2 separate regions of the Mus musculus genome follow, and region 1 is linked to region 2. Evidence: chromatin contacts called from public HiChIP or PLAC-seq data. All regions are on one chromosome and are shown on one strand. Each heading gives the region's core, a stretch centred on a gene start, on an enhancer-like site or on the middle of the called end of the contact. The rest is flanking DNA. Distances are from core to core; before and after follow the strand shown.

Region 1 (6,615 bases), core at 1,816-4,315, 170 kb before region 2:
ATGTAAGAATTATCATTACAAATATTGTTCTTCATGGGTAAAATGCATTCAAATGCATATAGACTCTAGAATGAGTCAACAGCACGACCTCACTCTCCTCTACTTACTGTTTTCTTTCCCTAACATAAGTGAAAACAGGTTAACTAAGACCATTCACACAGTAGCAGTAACTAAATGGTAAAAGGATAAGCTATCAATCACCACAATTCAGATCAGAAAAAAAAAAAGTTAACTACAAAGCATGCATATATATATATATATATATATATATATATATATATATCATGACCCTGGACTTTTAGGGTTGAGAATTTTTGTCCCAGAAATTCTAAATATCAAATACGATGACAATCTGCAGGAATTCCAATTCATCTATTCTAATTAAAAAAAAAAAAAAAAAAAAGCCAAAGACAACCCACTAAATACAGAACAAAACCAAAACAAAGTATTTCTTCACACTGTAAAACTAACAGATTCAAGTCTATAATCCAACTTTGAGTGTGTCTCACACTAGCATAATTAGGGGCTAAGTAAATGGCTGAACAATTAAAAGCATGTACTGCTCTTTCGGAAGACTCAAATTCGATTCACAGCACCAAATCAGATGGCCTCCATTACAGAGAGATCCAACAATCAGCTTCTACAACTCATGTACACAACCCACAAAGACACACCCATACATGTAATTTAAAAATAAAATCACTTTTTGCAAAAGTGATAAAAAGCCAGTATTACCTATCTAACCATAAGCCACACATACCTAATAAGTTTTACTAAAAGAGTTTGACTGTTAGCTCGAACTGATACTGTAATTAATTCTACTCTCCCGCCTTCCTTTTTCATTTGCGACAATGAAATCTTTTGCTTTGATTTTTTAAAAAGTTTACTTTTATGTGTATGAATGCTTTCCCTGCGTGTGAGTAAGCTACCACGGGCATAAGCCAGATCCCTGAACCTGGAGTGACAGGTGGTTCTGAGCCATTCCATATGGGTGCTGAGAATCAGGCCTGGGTCCTCTACAAGAGAACAAGAGCTCTGTTCTGCTAAACCAGCTCTAGCACCCTGCAACAGTGGAGCACTATTTAATGCAATAGAAAAAGATTTGCACTAATTAAATCTTAACTCTACAAAGTTATTTCCTATTTCTACTGTCCTATAAATTCAGATTAAATAACTACTTAGCACTCGAGTGCACCAACAAAAAGAAAAGGCCACCATCACTGTCATCCAAGAGAATGAGACACTGGGAGGGGTGGATGGTCAGTCACACAATAGTGAATATATAACCATTATATAACCATTATTTAACCATTATATAACCATTGACTCAAAAAATGCACTCTCCAAATGCAGGTGAAAGCTGATGTCAGGGACATGAATACCACCCATGCTAAAAAGCACAGATACTATCACACATTCCAATGTATCTACTGAAGCGACTAGTTTTTCCAGCCTTCAGTTCTAGTGATGGTTCCCTTTACAAATGGGGAAAGAGGCTCCTTATGGTATACAGTAAAAGGTTCGTCATAGAAAAGTACAGGCCTAGTATAATGACACGACGCCTCTGGTGTGTGTTTAAATCTGCTAACATACAAAACAGCAATGTGAGACACTATTGAGAGGTTAAAGACAATGACTAGGAGAAGTTATTATACAGACCCAACATAGACCATATGCTATTAGACACCAAGGAAAGGAAGGCAAAACCAGAATTTGAGCTATGCATCTCAACTTGCAAGCACAAATCATGGCTAATTTCCTTCACCTAATTTTTCTCTGTACTTCATTAAAGATAGACATCTAAATTGTTTCCAAAGGGTCATTATAGTCAAGATGAATCAACCAAGAAAAGAAGTTCAAACCAAGGGAACTTTTTCCTTTTAAAATATAGTCATAGGGGCTAAAGAGATGCCTCAGCAGTTAAGAGAACTGATTGTTCTTCCAAAGGTCCTGAGTTCAATTCTGACCACCTGCATTGCAAAATTATAGTCATAAAGATCAAATGCAAATTTAAAAGTAAATTTTAAAGGGGGTGGACAATAAGACATAAAATAGGGTGGTTGCTAGCAAAGAGATCTTTAAAGACCCAGTTGGAACCGTTATGTAATTTCACTGCCACAAATCTTAAAATAGCATTAGCCTACCTACCACCTTACTGAACTATCTTAAATTATGTAGAAAAATCATATAAAAACAGTTTGGTTAAAATCAGACATATTAAGGTTGTAGACAGTAAATTAATATTTTCATGACAAGAACAATTATTTGCTAATAATACCACAGGAAGTCTCTATCATTTTGGGAAAGAAATCTCTTCAGAAATGACAAAAACGCATTTAATACAGATTTCAAAACAGCTGCTGATTAAGAATAAATTTGATGGGCTCATGAAATAATTCAGCTGTTAAGAGGATTGGCTGCAGCAGGGCAATGGTGACGCACGCCTTTAATCCCAGCACCTGGGAGGCAGAGGCAGACAGATTTCTGAGATTGAGACCAGCCTGGTCTACAGAGTGAGTTCCAGGACAGCCAGGGCTATACAGAGAAACCCTGTCTCGAAAAAAAACAAAAACCAAAAAACAAAATAAACAAAAAAAGAGGGAAGGGGGGATTGGCTGCTATTCCAGGGGTCCTTGAGTTCAATTCTCAGTACCACATAGTGGCTCACAACCATCTGTAATAATATCGGATTCCCTCTTCTGGCCAGCATGGTGTCACAGGCAGGAACAAATTTCACCCGGGCCATTAATGACTTTTATCCATCTTTGTTTTTGAGGATTGTTACTGGGAAAGCTTTAGTTCTGACTCCTGTGGTAGATTCACACTTGCTCCCATGTGGCAAGCATTAGCAACTGAATTGACAGTCCCTGCCCCATGATGTATTTATTCACTAATGCTTGGGTACTAACCTTTTCCTCGACGGCCCTTCTTCAAAATCTGAAGAACTAACATCGTTGCTAGTAGAGGACACTTGGGAGGCATCATCCTTCTCGTTCTCTGACTGCTCTGAGGCTGGTCCTAGTGCCTTAGCCTGGGCATTACCAAGAAGCCCTACAGGTGAGAAAAGGGACAAACACTTAAACACATTACATCAGAGCAGCACTTTTCCTTCTACCCTGTGCCCAAGCTGACAAGGACAGAAAACTTACATACACATACAATCCTTTAAAGGGGGTAAGAAAAATTAGCCTCACTCCATAAGAGAATCAAAAGCTTAAGAAGGAAACAATTAACAAGGAAATTCAAGACAGACAGGCAGGCGCACGCGTGAGTGCTGGGGTGTGTGTGTGTGAGAGAGAGAGAGAGAGGGGGGGGGGGGGGGAGCTGGATCGGGTTTTGATACAGAGAAAGGATCTCAATGCAGTCTGACCTGAGTGAGTGATCCTATTGTTTCAGCATCTAAGATGCTACCTATTAGATAGAGACCTGACTAAAGTACGTTTTATTTTGAACATCTCTTGTGCCTCAAGGCTAGAAAAGATGTGACAATTATCATAAAAACCCAATGAGTCATTTCTAAATAGCTACCAACTGGTAAATATTTACTTTATAACAAAAATTGACCAATACCAGCTACCCACAGAAACATCATAAACACATCTTAGAGGCAAACTGGAAACCCAAATAGAGCCCTTAACAACGTAGCTTGTACCCAGTCTTGTCTCAGACCTAGTCAAAGAACAATTGCTCTCTAGATCTGAAGTCCTGATGCGTATATACACACTACCATGGATGCACTCCTGTGGACACAAACATGGAAAGGTCCACCACAGGATCCCAGAAGCAGCAATCACCAAATATAACAGCAGAAAGGATTAAATGATGTTAATGGTTCCTAATTTTGCCTACTTGTTTCAATGTTCTTTGCAAATCTAAAAAAAAAAAATTGTATATTTATCCAAAATATCATTTCTATTAGCAGTACATTGGCACACCAATACTGGAATTATACAAATATGATTTCCAACACCATTAGAAATGTGACTGGGGCCCTTCCGCTCCACTCGCGCCCCGAGGTACCTTGCCAGCGGAGGCGCCCACGCAAGGGCCCACACAGGATTCCCCATGGGATCCTAAGACCTCGGGTGAGTGGAACACAGCCCCTGCCCCAATCCAATCGCGCGGAACCTGAGACTGCGGTAAATAGGGAAGTGGACTACCCGGGCCTGACCTGGGGCACAAGCCCCTTCCGCTCCACTCGCGCCCCGAGGTACCTTGCCAGCGGATGAGCCCGACACCCGCAAGGGCCCACACAGGATTCCCCACGGGATCCTAAGACCTCTAGTGAGTGGAACACAACTCCTGCCAGGAGTCCGGTTCGAACACCAGATATCTGGGTACCCTCCCTGCAAGAAGAGAGCTTGCCTGCAGAGAATACTCTGCCCACTCAAACTAAGGAGAGAGCTACCCTCCCAGGTCTGCTTATAGAGGCTAACAGGGTCACCTGAAGAACAAGCTCTTAACAGAGACAACTATAACAGCTAGCTTCAGAGATTACCAGATGGCGAAAGGCAAACGTAAGAATCAATATGAACTAACCAGTACCCCGGAGCTCTTGACTCTAGCTGCATATGTATCAAAAGATGGCCTAGTCGGCCATCACTGGAAAGAGAGTCCCATTGGACATGCAAACTTTATATGCCCCAGTACAGGGGAACGCCAGGGCCAAAAAGGGGGAGTGGGTGGGTAGGGGAGTGGGGGTGGGGGTGGGTGGCTATGGGGGACTTTTGGTATAGCATTGGAAATGTAAATGAGCTAAATACCTAATAAAAAATGGAAAAAAAGAAAAGCAATCATAAAAAAAAAAAAAAAAGGAAAAAAAAAAAAAGAAATGTGACTGGGGCCAGAATATAGTTCAGCAGTGAAGTCTGGTTCAATATCTTAGCAAGAAAAGGGAAAGACTCGGAAATAAAATTTTGATATCCCACCTCCAATTGTAGTATACCTATTTTTTATTATGATTAAATAGTGTACACACACACACACACACACACACACACACACAGGAAAATTCATCAGAAAAAAAGGGTGAAAAGTTTTCAAAATGTCTACTATATTGACTTTAGGATATACAAGCAAAGAACACAACACATATATGGTCATAAAGACTTTACACATCAAGTAAGGAACAAGTGATAGGAAAAAGCTAGTGAATGGAAATCAGTGCAAATCACCAACACATAAATAAAAATCTAATAGGAAACTACGATGCAACTCTAATTGGATAATGGAAAGAAACTAAGGAACCATGGGATACAAACTAGGTGGGGATGGGTAAGAAGTGATCAGAAGACAGGCTACTGACACTGAGGAAGGTCCTTTAGAACACATTGGAAGCTTTATTCCTGCTTTACCAGGAACTCCACACAGAAAGAACTTGTCCAATTTGAACATGTCCCAGATGCACATGTGCTCAATTCTGCACTACTGTTCCCAGGTGAGGTAATGCTAGTTGGAATCCATGACTAATGTCAGTTAATGGAAGACCTATTGTTCCTGAGCTACTACTAAGCTGGAGTAAACTTGAACAAGAAAAGAAGAACCCAGGCAACTGACTATAATTATAGGTAACAATTCAGAGTGGTCTTCATAACCAGCGAATTTTAGATAACTTTTCTCAATAGTTCTGTCGAGAGGCTTCCAAGAATCAGATAAAAGGATAAATATAAACCGAACAAAACAAAAAACCCAAGCCAACAAGCACAGTAGGAAAGAACTTAGGGAAGAAAGTACACATCTAAAGTACAAAATGCCTTAAAATGGCCTCTACCCAAAAGCAAACTATTAGGAGAATGCATAGGGAAATGGTATGCGATCTCTCTTAGAATTTTAGCAGAAATTAAGCACTCAGTGGGAAGTAAGGAGGAATAAAGCTATTCTGATCCTAAGGGAAGTCTGAATCATTAATGCAATAGAAATGGGGGCTCCACTATCCACTGGCCTCATCAAACTCGTACCTTCAGGGCACTCCCAGCTTTTCACCTTCCAAGTCATACAATGAGAGGAACCTGAACTAGAGAGAGCAACATAGAGGTAGTGTTTGAAAAAGAACCTTAAAGAGGGAGCAGAGCTGATTGTATTCTGTGCATGTTCAATATTTTCAATTTCAATACTTCCATTCCGTATAAAAATCATTCAGAAAATTATACTCATTTTTAAGTTTCCTCATCAATATGCTTAAATAGAGCATTCATTCCCAATTTATTTCCTTATTCTTTTTTCCCCATCTCCTCCTTACTTTCTTTTACATCTCCAACTATCACATTTTCTAATACTTTAGATTAAATAAAGCCTGCCTGGACTAGGAGACCTGCATCTGCAGAATGGAGTATGATGCCACAGGGCAGAATAGCTATCATGACAACACAAGATATGTATATTCTGTGCCTTTTCTTTCTCCTGTTTAACAGCACAGCCACCAATGATGTAAATTATTATTATTTTTAGTAGAGTAGAAATAATGTAACAGCATTCCCTTCCCATACACAGACCCCACATTTTACATTTTCTGGACCCCTCACGACCCCTACCCTCATTCCCCACCTCTGCAAATGCTAACACAAATGTTTGCTGGAGACTGGAGGCTAACAGAGAGGAAACTGAATGGCCCAAAGA
Region 2 (6,134 bases), core at 2,876-5,375:
ATAGACTGGTCTTGCCTTCTATTCCTGCTTAGTCTTCTGGATATTTCTATCACAGACAAGTGCATTTTCACGTGACTAACTGTTAGCAAAGCTGCAGGTTTATGAAGGCAGAGAGTTCATAGCTAGCTGGATGACCTGGCCACCTTCTGTGGCAGCTGTAAGGATTAATTTGAATACATAGCATATTGCACAGGAGCCTGGAGTTGGAGGGCAGCCTGGTCTACATAGGAAGATTTGTGTTGCTTAAAAACAAAACAAAACAAAACAAAAGAACCAAATATCTAAGCAAAACACTCCTGAAGACACAATCTGTATATGGATGGATGCGTGCCTGAAATCTTGGCAAGATGAAATTCCAGTAGGTAGGAAGATTGCTGACAGATTGATACTAGTCAGGGCTACATAGCAACACCTTGTCTCAAAAACAAACAAGAGCTGGTAAGCTGGTTCAGTGGCTAAAAGCACTTGCTGCCAAGCCCCTCCAAGCCAGAGTTCGATGCTACAGACCCACAGGATAGAAGGAGAAAGCTGGCTCCTGGAAGTTGCCCTCTGTGTGACACACACAAGAAAAAACGAAAACAAACCAACACACACGTGCACACCAAGCAGAGGATACTTTCTTTTTCTCAAAGTCGGGTGACAAGATGACCCATCCCTGGGTTGTCAGCATGCTCATGAAGGCTGAATAAGTGAGGTTTGGAGATCGGATCTCAGTGGGACCCCAGACTGTTGTACTCTTATCCTTGTTATATTACAAGATACTAATTCTCAGGGGCACCCATTGTGGCAGTAGTTTCACCTGAGGAAATATACCCCTCTTCTCTGTGTGTTCTTATGGGTTTCTGGAGAAAAGGCTCATGACACTCTTGAGTTTTGTCTTGGTTTTACTTGCCCTGGCACAACCCTTCCCAAGTAAGCCACAGTATATATATAGTACAGCTATGCGACTCATTCTTAGGACCCTGGAACTTTGCAGGATGCTGTAGGAGGCCTGACTCTAGCTTGAGGTTAGCCTTGGGGCTATCCCATCTTGGGCTACAGTGTGAGATGCTGTATCAAAAACCAAACAACATCAACAACAAAAACTGGGTTCCAGGCCTGGCACCAAGAATGCCTAATGTGCCCCCTCACTTCCCCCATGAAGGTCTGGCCAATAGGCATTCATACCCCAACAGGTCCAGTGTGTATCCACTGACAGCAGTCTCCTCCTGTAACTCATGCAAGGATCCACAGTTACCAGACATCTGTTTCCAATTCAGGGTAAGGAGATTTGGCAACGGGTCTTGTGAACAGGGGGAAATACCTAATGCGGAGTTTGAGTTAACTGTCACTCTCTGCCCACGAGTCCTTTGGGTCCTCTGTGCTGGCTGGTTTCAGATCCCATCTGCACCCATCACCTAATCTTCTCTGAGTCATGCACAAGAAACTGGTTTGCAAACTTTCCTAGTCTCCCCTTGCCAAATGGCTGCTGGGTGGGAATTGCCACGACAGGCCACGCGTGCCTTCATGTGCCCACGATGCTGCTCACACCAGAGAGGAAGAGAGGAGAAAGACTCTGACGTCTGTCTTTCTCCAGCAGGTTCCCCAAGTCTCTTCCCAGGGCGTTCCATAGCTGAGCATAGCAGAATGCCAGAGATAGGGACGTCTGAGGGAGGGCGTTTGCAAAGGTTTAGCTCCTCTGTGATATAGAACAGAGCAGGCTCCAGACTGGCCTCTGTCTCCTCTTCCTGTCCAGAAGGATCCTAGCTGTGAAGGGAAGCCTTTGTGGGGAGGTCCATGGGAGACACAAGGCCACTCTTGACCTTCTCGAGTTTTCAACATATCCAAATCCTGGGATTGCAGGTCTTTGCCACCATGGGGTGGGGTGGGGGGTGGGGGTGGGGTGAGATAGGGGGATGGGGGTAGGGGGTGGTACATGTATTTAGCTTGAACGGCTTTGTTTTCCACTTACTCTGTGAATAACGGCCATTTATTTTATTCTCTTAAGACTTCCAGCAGGGCGGCCAACAAAAACACTGTGCATGGATTTGTGATGGAATCAGATTCATCAATCGCTTGCCTAATAAATATAGATTAAAAGGATATCCAATATCTGCCTTAAACCCACAAAGGAATATAAATTTGAAACAGGAGATCAAGACTTTAATGAAGGCAGCAGGAGACGGCTTTAAGAACAATTCCCTGACGCATCTTGATGATGAAAATCAGCCTTAACTGTGCATTTAATTTCTTTTGTGGGTTCAAAGCAGGTCCCTAAAGTTTTATTCAAGGAAGGTTAATCACGACAGACTTTGTAGCCTACAGAGCTCCTCTGGCTGGAAAGTGTTACTAAGAGATGTTTGTGTGAATAATGTTTTGTCTTTTTAAAGAGAGGTGTGGAAAAGGAAGAAGTAAAAATGGGTGGATGGCTCAGCAGGTAAAGGTGTGTTGGTATTTGGGATCACCCACAAAGTTGTACAAAAAGAGAAGTATTCCTTCAAGTTGTCCTCTGACATCTACGTGTGCCTAGGCAGGCCCACATGTACACCAGAACACATCTATCTACACACAAGATAAAGAAATATTAAAAAAAAAATTAAAGCTGAGCATGGTGGTATATACCTTTACTTATTCCTAACACTCAGGAGACAGAGGAAGGTGGGTTTCTTTCTTTTCTTTTTTTTTTTTTTTTTTTGGTTTTTCGAGACAGGATTTCTCTGTGTAGCCCTGGCTGTCCTGGAACTCACTTTGTAGACCAGGCTGGCCTCGAACTCAGAAATCCGCCTGCCTCTGCCTCCCAAGTGCTGGGATTAAAGGCATGCGCCACCACGCCCGGCTGGAAGGTGGGTTTCTATAGCTTTGAGGGAAGTCTTTTGTATATGGCAAGTTCCAAGGACCCTTTCTCTAAAACAAAGGAAGAGGGAAGGAAGGAAGGAAAAAAAAAAAAACCAAACAACAGCAACAAAGAAGCAGTGTTGGGAGCTATTAAGACAACACAATTGTCCTGATCTCTGAATTGGGCCTCTCCCCCCCCCCCCAGAAGAAAAGGGGGTCAAAAGCAGGCCACCGGACACACCGCTCCAAGAACAACCACAGATTGTTCCAGCCCTAAGTCAGCTCTGGATGTCCTGACCTCAAGATGTACCCTGATACCGCCAAGTTCCTGCTTCCCCTTGTAGTCGCCAAAAGAAAATTTTCCGCTGCCCCATCCCTCCTGCTGAGGTGCATTTCCTCTGCCCCATTCCTCCTGCTGAAAGGCACTTCCCCTTTTGCTTGTGCATTTAAACCTCGGCCTGGCTAATATATTTGGGGTCTGACACAATTCAGGACGTTTCCGTGTCGTTATTCGCACAAGACCCTCGTCTCTCTCTACCCCCCATTTGGTTCTTAGGAGAAGGTCCCCTCGAGACCCTTGAATAACTGGACCTGCTGGACGGGTCAAAGCAGAAGAAAAAAAACTTTTATTTTTTTTATTTTTTTATTACAGAAAAAGAAATTGTGCCAGGCAGTGGTGGTACACTTCTTTAATCCCAGCACTTGGGAGGCAGAGGCAGGCAAATTTCTGAGTTCCAGGCCAGCCTGGTCTACAGAGTGAGTTCCAGGACAGCCAGGGTTACACAGAGAAACCCTGTCTCGAAAAACCAAAAAAAGAAAGAAATCGCTGGCCCGGAGATGGTTCAGTGGTTAAGAGCACTGACTACTCTTCCAGAGGACCCGGCTTCAACTACCAGCACCCACATAGCAGCTTACACCTCCTAGTAACTCCAAAATCTGACACCCTCACACAGCCGTTCATGAAGGTAAAACACCAATGCACATTAAATAAAGATACATTAAAAAAAAGAAAGAAAAGAAATTGCCAGATTTGTTTATAGACAACCTTGAAGAAACAAATGTGGCATTTATAAGTACAGAGTATTTGCTTGCAAAAAAGAAAAAAACCTTTCCTAGGAGGCTGGGGAGGTGGCTCATTAGGTAAAGAAAGGACTTGTTGAGTAAGCTTTACAACCTGAGTTCAGATCTCCAACACCCAGGAAAATGCTGGGTGTGAGGGTTTGATTTTAATCTCAGCAAGACTAAAATCTGAGGCATTCTTGTCTGACCAAGTCAGCTCAGTCAGCCAACCAGGTCTCAAGGGAGGGAGCAAGGGTTGAAAAGAAAAAGACAATTGGACAGCATGACTCCAGCCACTGCTGAGGCTGGAGCGGGTTTATCTTTCTCCAGCCTGCTTTTATGACTTTCTAAGTACATGCAAAGAATAAGGTCAGTTCTAGGTCAAGGAATAAGGCAATAAACCAAGTCCCTAGGTATTCCGGAACTTATCAAGATCATCAAGATCTGGAGTCTACTTCCTTGTCCTAGCCCAAAGTCAAATTCTTGCCTGAGCCTACTTACTTCCTCGTCCTGGCCCAAGGTCAAATTCCTAGCCTCAGCCCACAAAGTTCTCCACACCTAACTCTGAGTTCAAGGCCAGTATGGTCTTCAGAAAGAGTTCCAGGGCAACCAGGGCTACATTATGAGATTCTGTTTCCCCACCACCAAGAAAGCTGGGTGCCTTGGAGGAATAACCAGGGCTGAGAAGTAGTTGATAGGTCTGGAGATGGATCAAGGATTAAGAGCAAGTCCTGCTCTCACAGAAGACAATTCCCAACTCCCAAGTTGGGCAGTTCCCAACTGTAATTCTAGCTCCAGGGGACTTCACACCCCTCTTTTAGCATCCTCAGGGAACTGCACTCATGTAGAAATAAACATAATTAAAAATAAAATAAACCTTAAAAAATAACAATAAGTCTGGCACATGCCTTTAATCCCAGCTGTTTTTGTTTGTTTATGGAAAGATGAGAGAGAAGACGGCATCTGGTGTTGTGTGGACTTCTGTTCCCCTAAATGCATAGGCTGTTCACCCTCAAACACATTCTTTCTTACAGGAGACACAACACGTGCGCGTGAGCACACACACACACACACACACACACACACAAACTTTCTCTCTCCCTCTCTCTGTCTCTCTCTCTCTCTCTGTGACTCATACTTCCTTTTAAAACTTCCACAAAATTGTGTTTCCTAAAAAAGATTCTGTGGAACTGACTGCTCTTCCAGAGGTCCTGAGTTCAGTTCCTAGCAACCACAACCACATGGTGGCTCACAACCAACTGTAATGGGATCCGATGCCCTGTTCTGGTGTGTGTCGGGAGACAACTACAGTGTACTCATATAAATAAAATAAATAAGTCTTTTTTTTTTTAAAGGAAAGATTCTGTGTATTGAATAGTGAAAGGAACTATATGAAAAGGAAAGAAAGAGCACCAGACATGGTGGCTCACATCTGTGATGCTCACACTTGGAAGGCAGAGGAAGAAGGAGTAGAGTAAATAGCCTGAGAGCAGTCTGGGGTTGGAGGTGGGGAGGGAAGGTATCATGTCTTTGCATGGCTCCAGGAATGGACCTGACTGGGCACCTGAGAGAATGATAAAAGGACAAACGGACAGACACACAGAAAAACTAGGAGCAGGTGGACTGCGTTCTCTGGTGGAGGAGCCACATCCTCCACATACTCTGCATGTTTATCATGTTCAATTGAACTTGGAGTCAGGCTTACTGGATACAACTGACATCTCATTACATGCAGATAAAGAAGAAGGAAGGGTTTGTAGTATACAGCTGGACTAGGAGAACCGGCTAAGATGGCTCACAATTTTAATCCCAGCACTTGAGAGGAAGGCAGAGGCAGGGGGATCAGCAGGAGTTCAAAGCTAGTCTCAAACAGGGAGCTCTGGGACAGCCTGGACTACATAGAAAGACTCTGGGTTGGTTTGTTTGGGAAGCGCCTGGACCAGAGGCGGGCTGGGCTTGGTGGTTGCTCTGAGTCTGCCTGGGGAGGGGAAAGCTTTGCCACTCCCATGAGCTAGGGCATTGCGGGGGTGGGGGGGTGGGGGGGGGTCACTGAAATGACCACAGCCATATCAACAGTGACTGTGCTGACTGTGGCCAAGATAGTATATCCCAGTCACACTGAGCATGTGTGCTTTGCCTGAGAATCGCACGCTGTGCCATAGATGCTTGCACATTGACACGTGTGCGCAATCATGGTGGGAAGCAACGCCGGCTGCTCAAAAGGTTTGCTCCTTGTGCCAAGTCTGCCTAACGCAGTGGTC

What was found. HiChIP or PLAC-seq counts read pairs in DNA pulled down with a chosen protein or histone mark.
Region 1: a contact with region 2 is called in an H3K27ac HiChIP or PLAC-seq map of embryonic stem cells, with 5 read pairs. The contact joins two enhancer-like sites.

The regions. Positions count from the first base shown.
Region 1 is chr13:44,844,716-44,851,330 of GRCm38.p6, reverse strand. It overlaps Jarid2 (jumonji, AT rich interactive domain 2), which reads right to left. Exons shown (of 18, transcript NM_001205043.1): 3 at 2,910-3,051. Among named protein-coding and RNA genes, the nearest start is that of Jarid2, 120 kb to the right of the region's middle. Within about 2 kb of position 3,065, at least 4 of the 459 cell types and tissues checked have an H3K27ac peak or open chromatin away from gene starts, as enhancers often do. A contact at or near this core is called in embryonic stem cells, where this site is marked.
Region 2 is chr13:44,676,437-44,682,570 of GRCm38.p6, reverse strand. No RefSeq gene overlaps it. Among named protein-coding and RNA genes, the nearest start is that of Gm40931, 42 kb to the right of the region's middle. Within about 2 kb of position 4,125, at least 15 of the 459 cell types and tissues checked have an H3K27ac peak or open chromatin away from gene starts, as enhancers often do. A contact at or near this core is called in embryonic stem cells, where this site is marked.